2 separate regions of the Mus musculus genome follow, and region 1 is linked to region 2. The links are chromatin contacts, called in public Hi-C maps. All regions are on one chromosome and are shown on one strand. Each heading gives the region's core, a stretch centred on a gene start, on an enhancer-like site or on the middle of the called end of the contact. The rest is flanking DNA. Distances are from core to core; before and after follow the strand shown.

Region 1 (4,790 bases), core at 708-3,207, 200 kb after region 2:
GTGTGTGTGTCTGTGTGTATATATATGTGTGTTTATATGTGTGTCTGTGTGTGTGTGTCTATGTGTATGTTTATATGTGTATGTGTGTGTGATAGTGAATAGGCTTTGCTGAACACCCTGCTTACTCTGCTCACCCACCCTGCAGACTCTGAGAGCTGCACTGTCCAGGGAACCTGTGTTCCACGCTGTCTGCTCCAGAGCTACTCAGAGGAAGCAGCGCTTCTGCCTGGCTGGAGTTTTGCACACGCAGATCCAGGAAAGAATTGATTTCCGCTTATCTTATCTCCCCATCAGGCATCCACGCCTCAGTAGTCTTATGATTACTTCGTGTTGCTGTGCCTGTTCCCTGTCAGCATCAATATATTTCTAATTGAAAAGAAATGCAGGCTTATAAAAACATGTGACCATACAAACGCATAAATGTGCACATGCATTCACACATACACATGCACACACATGTACTGATACACATATGCATGTATAACATCCAGGCACATACAATCATGCATGGCCTAGCTCAGTCTTTGGGTAAATGATGTCAGCTGACACCCTCACAGAGCCAAGCAGTCCCTTGATAAGTGGTGTCTAAGACTCACCATCTCCTGAAAAGTCCAGACCCACGACTCTGAATGTCCCTTTGTCTCTGGGGAGTCTGTACCACTTTTAGAATACACCAGGGTCTTTTCAAAAGAAAGCATAGAAGATAGTGCCATCTATTGGTGGGGTCCCTGGTCTGGATCTGAGCTGTGTTATTATTTTCTAATTCTCTCTCTTAAACTTTCTATCATAGACTAATGGGTCAGTGTGTGTTGTATTTGTGGCTATCTGACCCAGTCCTTATCATAATTCATAATGCAGGGCATGCAGTGGCGCTCAATAAGTGTTTTGGACATTAATGCCATTCCTAAGGTATGAGAATGTTGTTCAGGAAAGGAAAATAATACAGCCCTCTCAGCTCCCTCCCGGTAAAAACTCATGATTCCCCCCACTCTCTAATGCTGGTCCCTCGGTGACACAATTTCACCCCAAGTCAGTGGCAGAATGGGTTTCAGTTGTGGGTCATTGCCATGCCTCAGAGAGACTAGCTGGTGATTAAGAGCTGGCCTCTGGGGCCAGACAGACCTTCGGTTGAACCCTGGTTCTCATGCCTCTATGGCTTAGGCAGGTTACTGGATCCCTCTGGGCCTCCTATTATGACGGTGACACAATAGGACCAGCTTTGCAGATTCCCTGTGAGTCTCCAGTGAGAAATAGCACAGAAACTGCCTACACAGCAGTAGCCCTCACTCATGGTGGCTGATGGTGCTGCTGCTGATATCCACGCACACAGCAGCCTTGGCTCTGCTGCAAGGACAGAGAAAGCAAGAGCCAGGTCCCCTGAGAGCATGCAGCTGGGAGGGAGGGAGAAAGAAAGAGCTGAGAAAGAATGCCTTGGAAAGTGTTGCTTGCTAAACTTAGCTCTGAGGTCAGAATGGGGTCAGAGGAATGAGAGGCCAGGCTGGGCTGAATGAAGTAGTCAAGAGAGGCTTCCTGGAAAGGTGTGGCCAGGCAGGGACTGCTGGGGTCAGATGATGAGGCAGGGCAGCGGAGTACAGCAACAAGAACAAAGCAGCCTGCAGAGAGCTTACAGGCAAGAGGAACGACGGTAGGTACAGTCAGAGGGTGAAGACCCATGACTGATTTCACCTTTGCTTTTAGGATGGCATTAGGGACATAGAGAGAAAGAGCATGTGTCCCCAGAGTGATAATAGTTTAGTAATGGCAGTATACTAAACTGCTCCCTCTCCAGAGACAGCTAGCAGTTGTTTCTTTGTGGAGTGAGAGGTTACTTTCACACTGACCCCTGTCCTCTGCCACGTCCTTCTCTGGGCTCCAGACTCCCTGAAAGATGGTAGACAGTCTTCCGTGGCACTCAAGCATAAGCCCCACATCTGAGCCCAGCCAATAGGGGTTCAGCACCACGGACAGCGCCATGGCCTCACATTGAACTAAAAATGGCCAATCTATGCTGTGGGGGTGGAGGGCACACCCAGTTGCAGTCCCAAGCCACAGACAAGTTCCAGAGCTCAGGTCTCTGGGCTCCAATGCTTCAAATGCTGGCAATTTCCCCCCCATTCCTGTAAGAGCACCCCTAAACCACCGTCCACAAGACAGGGACCACTCCTGTAGCTACCTGCCTACTAGAGCCCCACTCCTTCCCTCCCACCCTCTCTGTACTTCAGATGACTCTATTCCACCAGCCTGCTGCTTTCATGGGTGCACAAAAGGCTGCATATCAGAAATCTCATGTGGCTCAGTCTAATATTCGCTCCTTTGAGAGCAACCCTTTCTCCTGCCAGGCGCCTGCTCCCTCTCACAGATTTCAAGCCACCAGGTCTGGCCAGCATGACCTTCTCCACCCTCAGCAGGCTAGGAAGAACTTCCCTTCCAGGGAAACTGCCTGCTCAGAGGTGGCCCCACCGAGCCGGCCCGGACCTCATGACCTCTGCCACAGCTAATGAATACAAGCCACAAAGAGCAAAATAGCTTTGAAATGATCCAGGATACGGAGGCTGCTCGGCGGGCGTGAGCACACAGTTTCATCAGAACATTCATGGAAGGGAATTAATCAGGAGGCTGGACAGAGGCTCCCTTGGTGGGGAGGGGCAGGAAAGTTGACGAGGTTTGGGGGAGGGGTGCTCTGTCTCAGTAATCAATGCTGGAAAGAATTCTGTGAATATCAATGACCTAACCGCATATGGAGGCTGGTACGAGCAGAGCCGAGTGGGAAATGCAGGGTCTAACAACACATCAGCTTCTATGGCTGCAGACAAAAAAGGCTGCTGCATTCATTCATTCATTCATTCATCCACCCACCCATCCATACATTCATCCCTCTGGCCCATCAGTATCTATGGAGAACCTCTTGAGTCCTGGGTGCTGGCATTGGTGCAGTAAAGACAGGTTAGGACTGGATAGCAAAGACATTTGGAATTAAGCTCAGAGAATCTGAACTTTTAAACTACTTTTTGGGTTCCTCCTGTGTCTCCCAACCTTTCTCATTCATGACCAATATTGTATATTTTGTACACACACACCCCTACCAGAGGAATAGCCACACAGAAACAGGGAGGGCAGCAGAGTGATAGAGTCAGTAGCCAGCGGCTTACAGAAGCCTGAGCCCAACAAAGGGGCATAGAAAGCTCTCTGATTTGCCCTGTCAACATCTTGATTTGATTTTGGATTTCTACCTTCAGAACTAAGAAAATAAATTGCTATTTTGAGAGGGCTGGAAAGACAGCCTAGCAGTTAAGAACACCAGCTGCTCTTGCCAAGGATCAGGGTTTGGTTCCCAGTACTAACATAGCAGCTCACAACTGCATATACATATACATATAAAATAAAACCTTTCAAAATCGCCATTGTTCTAAGCCATCCAGTGTGCGTGGTCATTTCTTACAGTAAGCCTAGAAAATAGCACATTGTCAAAAGCTTTGGTCCGAGGAGTCAGGGAGGACCCCCTGGAGGAGGTGACATTTCATCAAAGACCTGACCCCTAAGGGATGTCTCACAGTTTGCAGCTTCTCAGAGAGGGGACAACAGGTGGAAAGGCCATGAAGCGAGGAGCACCTGAGGAGAGGGCCCAGAAGGCTGGCACAGTGCGGGGGACAAAGAGATGCCAGATGCCTCCCAAGAGGTGAGCAGTGGGGGACTGCAATGCCCAGAGAATGAGATGCGGCTTCAAGCTTGGAGAGCTTAGGCCTCATCCCCATGGAACCAGAGTCCTGCCAGCCCCTGACCTTCACAGGCACCATGCTATATAAATATTAGTTCAGAAGTCCAGGTATGCATGTGTTTGGGGAGGGTGTCTGGCTCTGTGTATCATCTGGAATGTGCCCGCTGCCTCCCGAGAGAGCCGACTCTCATTCTTCGTTGTCCCTGCGTCTGCCCTGGGTCTGTGTGAGGTGACACCCCCACCTGAGTTCCCCAGCATTCCTGTCCCCCGAGTCCCTCACATTCACAGAAAGGCAGCTTTCTCTCCTTTGGTCAACCTCAGACTGAATTAAAATAGCATCGCGACAGAGCATGTCAGACTCGCCCAAGGAATTCCGAGTCTCTGGTGACTTCATTAGCTCCGGCGCCTTCAGTCATACAGCCCCGATGCTTTCTCTCCTGCCCACTCCCCCAGCCCCACAGAGGGGTCTCATTAGCTGGGAAATAGGATCCATTTAGTAGTTCCATTAACTCCACACTTCTAACACGTTTTGTCTCGGCCTTTCTTTCTGCACTGCCCTTTCCTATGATCACAGGCTCTCCACTCATTAGCTGAAGGGCTGCTCACCTTCACGACTAGAGACTGCTTCTCCCTCCTCCCCTCAGGCCCTTCCCTTCCTTGCCTCTCCTATAGCTTCAGAAGCAGAGGACATGGACTCCTTAAACCACTCTCAGTGAGTGTGCAAAGCTGCTTGACCATTGTGATGATTTGTATATTCTTGGACCAGGGAGTGGCACCATCTGGAGGTGTGGCCTTGATGGAATAGGTGTGACCTGGTTGGAATGGGTGTGTCACTGTGGGTGTGGGCATAAGATCCTCACCCTAGTTGCCTGGAAGTCAGTCTTCCACTAGCAGCCTTTGGATGAAGATGTAGAACTTGCAGCTCTGCCTGTGCCATGCCTGCCTAGATGCTGCCATGCTCCCACCTTGATGATAATGGACTGAATCTCTGAACCTGTAAGCCAGCCCCAAGTAAATGTTGTTTTTTATAAGACTTGCCTCGGTCATGGTGTCTGTTCACATCAGTAAAACCCTA
Region 2 (4,896 bases), core at 1,902-4,401:
AAAACTACTTTGGGGATATAAACAGAAGGCAAATTGTCTTGATTATTTTAAGGTAGATAGGAAAAGGACAGGATAAGGGTAAAGTAAAAGTTAAAGAAATACCTTGTCTTAGTTAGGGTTTCCATTGCTGTAAAGAGACACCATGACCAGGGCAACTCTTATAACAAAACAAAACCATTTAACTAGGGTTGGCTTACAGTTGCAGAGGGCTAGTCCATTATTGTCATGGCAGGGAGCATGGCAGCATGCAGCCAGATATAGTGCTGGAGGAGCCAAGAGTTCTCCATCTTGATCTGAGGGCAGCCAGGAGGAGACTGGAATTCCACACTAGACAGAGCTTGAGCATAGGAGACCTCAAAGCCCACCCACACAGTGACATACTTCCTCCAACACAGCTAAATCTACTCCAACAAGGCCACACCTCATAATAGTGCTACTCCCGATAGGCCAAGCATTCAAACTCATGAATCTACAGGGGCCAAACCTATTCAAACCACCACACACCTCATAGCATTGTGCAGTGTGAAGCTTGGGCCTGCTCTTCATCTTTTCAAACTTGGGAGATATGGTGTCTAAATGGGACTAAAGCGTTGGCCTTGGGGCCAGGATGCCTGGGTTCACAGTCTACTTTTTCACCGGTTTGTAACTTTGAACAATCCTGTCTCCTGGTGTGTAAACTGGGGCTCAGGACAGCCTCCACCTCAGGGTTGCTTTGAGCCCAGAGCTTATGATAAGTTAGGGTCACAGGAGAGTGGTTGACGTGCTGGGAGTTAAGCCCACATTTTACAGTGAATGTTCCGCTCTGTTTATCAGACTGCTGCAACCACAACAATGTAACTTAAAATTACACAGATTAGGCAGCGGATAGCTTAGCTAGTAAAGGGACCTGAATTTGATTCCCTCAGAACCCTTTTTTATTTGTTTATTTATTTGTATATATATATATATTTTTTTTTTTTCGAGACAGGGTTTCTCTGTGTAGCTCTGGCTGTCCTGGAATTCACTTTGTAGACCAGGCTGGCTTCGAACTCAGAAATCCACCTGCCTCTGCCTCCCAAGTGCTGGGATTAAAGGTGTGCGCCACCACTGCCCAGCCCAGAACCCTTTTTTAGAAAGCCAAATGTGGTAGTGCATACATGTAATCTCAGCAGTGGGGAGGCAGAAACATGAGGATCCCTGAGGCTTGCTGGCCAGCCAGCCTGGTCTGCTCGGTGAGTCCCAGGTTAGTGAGAGATCCCATCTTAAAAAAACAAGGTAAGTGCTACCTGAGGAGTGACATATGATATCTAAAGTTGTCTTTTGGCTTCCACAGGTATGTACACACACACACACACACACACACACACACACACACACACACACACACGCACACACTCTGTGACAAATCAACTTAACTTGCAAACTACTATCAGCATACATGTAAAAAACTTACTCTCCAAACAAATCTATAGATGTAGACATGATCCCAGTTCCATCAGTGCATCCCTTCTGGATCTCACTGGGCTGCCTAAGACCCTGCTGTAGGCTCAGGGCAGGAGCAACAGAAGTGTACTGCAGTAAGATGACCTCGTCTTATTGGCCCTGGCTTCCTCTCTCTGCTAGAGAATTCATTTCCAAAGTTGAGGCTCATCCTGTGTCTCTCAAGACTTCACCCAGGCTGCTTTGCGCCCATCTTTTCTTTTTCTTTTAATACCTCTTAATGCTATGGGAATGGTTGTCTGTCAGAAAGGGTTTGGTATTGTCATTTAGTCGATGAAGATGGCCAAAGTATCAACAGCTGTTAGGAGATGTGACATTTCAGGATATTTTTCTCTGGAAAAAGGAATATTTCAAAATGTTGAAGTTGGAATCTCGAGCAATACATGATTGGCAGAGTACATGACACTAGGAAGCACTGAATGAAGGCTCTGCAGGAGCAGGAAGCGTGTCCTGAAGGTTCCACAGAGGCATGGGCCACTGCTTTGGGGATGGACCAGCACGCCCAAGCGGTGTGCAGTGCCTTTCCCCTGAAAGTGCCACTCTCCTGGCTGGTATCGGAGAAAGAGCTTCCTGAGCTGGATGTAGTGTCTGTCACAGGGTCATGCTCTACCGTCTGGCTTCATGGCAGAGACCGGATTCCTCCTCATACCATTCTTACACTAATCAAGTCATGTCAAAACAAAACCAAAAACAAGTAGAGATCAATATTTTAACTGCTTTTGTTAATGATTTTCTACCTTGAAAATGGACTTCTTTTCTAGTTCCTCAGGTAGCCCAGCAAGGAGAGCAAGTTCAACACGTGACCCTGGCTAGGCTGTGTGGCTCTGACTCTCAGTTTCCACATCTTTAACTAGGGGCATCATGGTTCTTACTGTATCAGGGCTTGGTGACAATTCCAGGAGCTAACACTGGTAAAGAATGGGCATGTTAGCTCTTACCAGTGCAGTGATGAGATGTGTTCCTGGGATGTCTGTGCTAAGAGTGTTGACCTGTGTTACCCACAGTAGGAGCAAGGGGGTAGGGTGTGGGAAATCAAGTGTCCCAGGAACACCGTACAACAGATAGGATGCCTGAGCTGTGTTGGCCAAGGCATATTAATGGCTGTTTTCTGGAGGATTTATTTCCATCGTCATGTGCAAATGACTGTGGGAGTGCAGGCTGTAATGGACCTTGTGTTTAAAGTTTCTATTGTCTTGGCTTCGCAGAGCCCCGCCTAGGCCCGCCCCTCAGATTGCCTCTCAGGCTCCAGAGGTAGTGTGTCTCTTCCTCCCATTAGCTGTCAGCTCTGATTTGGTGACTGTGAGGCCTGGCCTCAGAGCAGTTGGCAGATTGGCCTTAGGAGATGCTAGGCACTGGAGTTTGCCAGCACAATTTGTACTTTGATTAATTTATTTAATCTAACTATCTTGTATCAACCTGCAAGGATAATTATGCACAAATTACTGTTTAAACTGGAAGCTTGTCTCCCCTCCTGAGCCCCATGCTGGTCCATAGCTCTTCACCGAAGTCTTTTTGAGAGTGTTTCTTATTCTCTTGTCTTCCCCGAGATACCGGACGCTCCGAAGTGAATACTCTAGTCTGAGTTAAAAGCTGTTGAGAAAAGCAAAGCACTGCTTTGGATTCTGATCCCGTTCGTCTGTCTCTCGGGCAGAGAACTGGCTCTTTTATCTTTGCCTGTGAGTTCAATTCCATTTTCTCCCAGCTGTAAGGTTTTGTAGCTGCCTGCTGCTGCTTCAGTCTTTGAGTCAAGTGGGATTTTCAGAATGGGACTAGAGCAGGTTCCTATGTTCTTTGCAAGCATGGGGAGGGGCTGCGAGTAGCATGTGGGGGCACCCTCAAAGTTGGTTCTGTTTTATTTACTGCATTTGCTGATTATAAGGCATGCCGTTCTTTTTTTTTTTTTTTTTTTTTTTTTGAGACAGGGTTTCTCTGTATAGCCCTGCTGGCTGTCCTCGAACTCACTTTGTAGACCAGGCTGGCCTCGAACTCAGAAATCCGCCTGCCTCTGCCTCCCAAGTGCTGGGATTAAAGGCGTGTGCCACCACCGCCTGGCCATGCCATTCTTTTTGTGCTGCTTTGAAACCACCAGAGAAGGCAAGACACGGCCAGATAATTCTCAGAACCCCCTGATGGTGGGAGACATTGCCATGTCAGGTTTTAGGATAAGTGAATTATGACTTATTGATGATGGGGGTTGGCTATGCAATCTTAGCTTTTTAGGCAGTTTCACTGAAGCTGTGAAGAGGTAGGTATTTTTGCTGTTGTTCTTCAATGACCTTCAAGTGAGCTCCCAGATTACAGAGAAATGAGCAATGAGCCTTGCTTTTGGAGGTAGGAAGAGGGAGACCAGTCCCTCAACCAGCACACACACACACTCTGCTTGAGAAAATGGAAAAGATGTGTGGTACCTGTAGCCATGTGTCATGTCTGACTTTGAAATGAACACATTCAGCATGTTTTCACTTGGTTTCATAGAAGGTTTTTCCTTATAACATTTCTGTACAAGACTAAATTCTTGATATTAAAAAAGATTCTTAGGACTCAGCAAACAAGAGCAATTGCTTGGATCCGGAAGACCCAAGTTAAGTTCCCAGCACTCATATCAAGAAACTCAACAGCCTCGAACTTCATCACGAAAAGCTTATCATTGCAGCTAGTTTTTCCCCAGGGCAATTCTCTTGAGCCCAGTCTCCACTGCTGTCCTCAAGGAGATGCTGACTAAAGGGAGGTGGTAACAATGTGAGTCTGAGGGAAGAAACTTGGGAAGTCTTTTGATTTGGGACCACCTGCTGGAAAAGCCCTGTTCCTGGCTTAATTTGCTGGTCACTTGCTGGTTTGGTTTCTAGGAAACGAAATCCAGCCTTCTCATTGGCTTACATTTATGCAAGTCTAAGTAAGGCTGGATGAGGACCCATTGAAGTTACTCCTGGTTATTTCAGGCAGGAAAAAGCTGGCTGCAGGTGTAAGAGACCACTGGATCACCATACAGAGTGTGGGTGTGGTCTGTGCCAACTGTGGTTCCTCCTGGACCACAAGCACTTCCACACCTTTGAGTGTGGTAACTACACGTGGAAGTAATTAATAATAGTAGGGCGAATTTCGCACTCTTGTGTTTGACCTTTGTTCCCTGGGGACTTATGAATCAACTCCTTTGAGCATGGCAGTCCCTGTTGGTTTGCCAGATGAGGATGCAGAGGGTCAGGGAAGACAGACCAGAAGCCTAAAATCAGACAGCACTATGGTGGAGGCCTGCCTCCTCTCCCCAGACCGGCACCAGCCCTCTAACCCTGTTTGACTTGGTTGGCTTTGGATTCCATTAGGCATGCATTCTGAGGCTCACGTTTACCTATGGCTAGTTCTTTTAGTAAGGGTTACATTTACTGGGCATTTACTGGAACTAGAGGGAAGGCCATGTAT

Evidence for each region. A called contact is a pair of places that touch in the nucleus more often than the background predicts.
Region 1: a contact with region 2 is called in a Hi-C map of the N1E-115 cell line, with 3 times the contacts expected there. The contact joins two enhancer-like sites. A contact is called at or near these places in 1 of 39 promoter capture datasets (the SN4741 cell line), 1 of 15 datasets of contacts at CTCF or cohesin (stem cell-derived epiblast-like cells), 9 of 484 Hi-C or Micro-C datasets (the N1E-115 cell line, cerebellum, cerebral cortex and 2 more), 3 of 115 datasets of contacts at active chromatin or transcription factors (differentiating embryonic stem cells, embryonic basal ganglia and embryonic stem cells) and 3 of 9 other capture datasets (adipose tissue, macrophages and pancreatic islet).

Annotation. Positions count from the first base shown.
Region 1 is chr2:29,571,819-29,576,608 of GRCm38.p6, forward strand. No RefSeq gene overlaps it. Among named protein-coding and RNA genes, the nearest start is that of Gm30761, 27 kb to the left of the region's middle. Within about 2 kb of position 1,958, at least 46 of the 459 cell types and tissues checked have an H3K27ac peak or open chromatin away from gene starts, as enhancers often do. A contact at or near this core is called in the N1E-115 cell line, where this site is marked.
Region 2 is chr2:29,366,245-29,371,140 of GRCm38.p6, forward strand. All of the region lies in intron 2 of Med27 (mediator complex subunit 27), which reads left to right. Among named protein-coding and RNA genes, the nearest start is that of Med27, 22 kb to the left of the region's middle. Within about 2 kb of position 3,152, at least 6 of the 459 cell types and tissues checked have an H3K27ac peak or open chromatin away from gene starts, as enhancers often do. A contact at or near this core is called in the N1E-115 cell line, where this site is marked.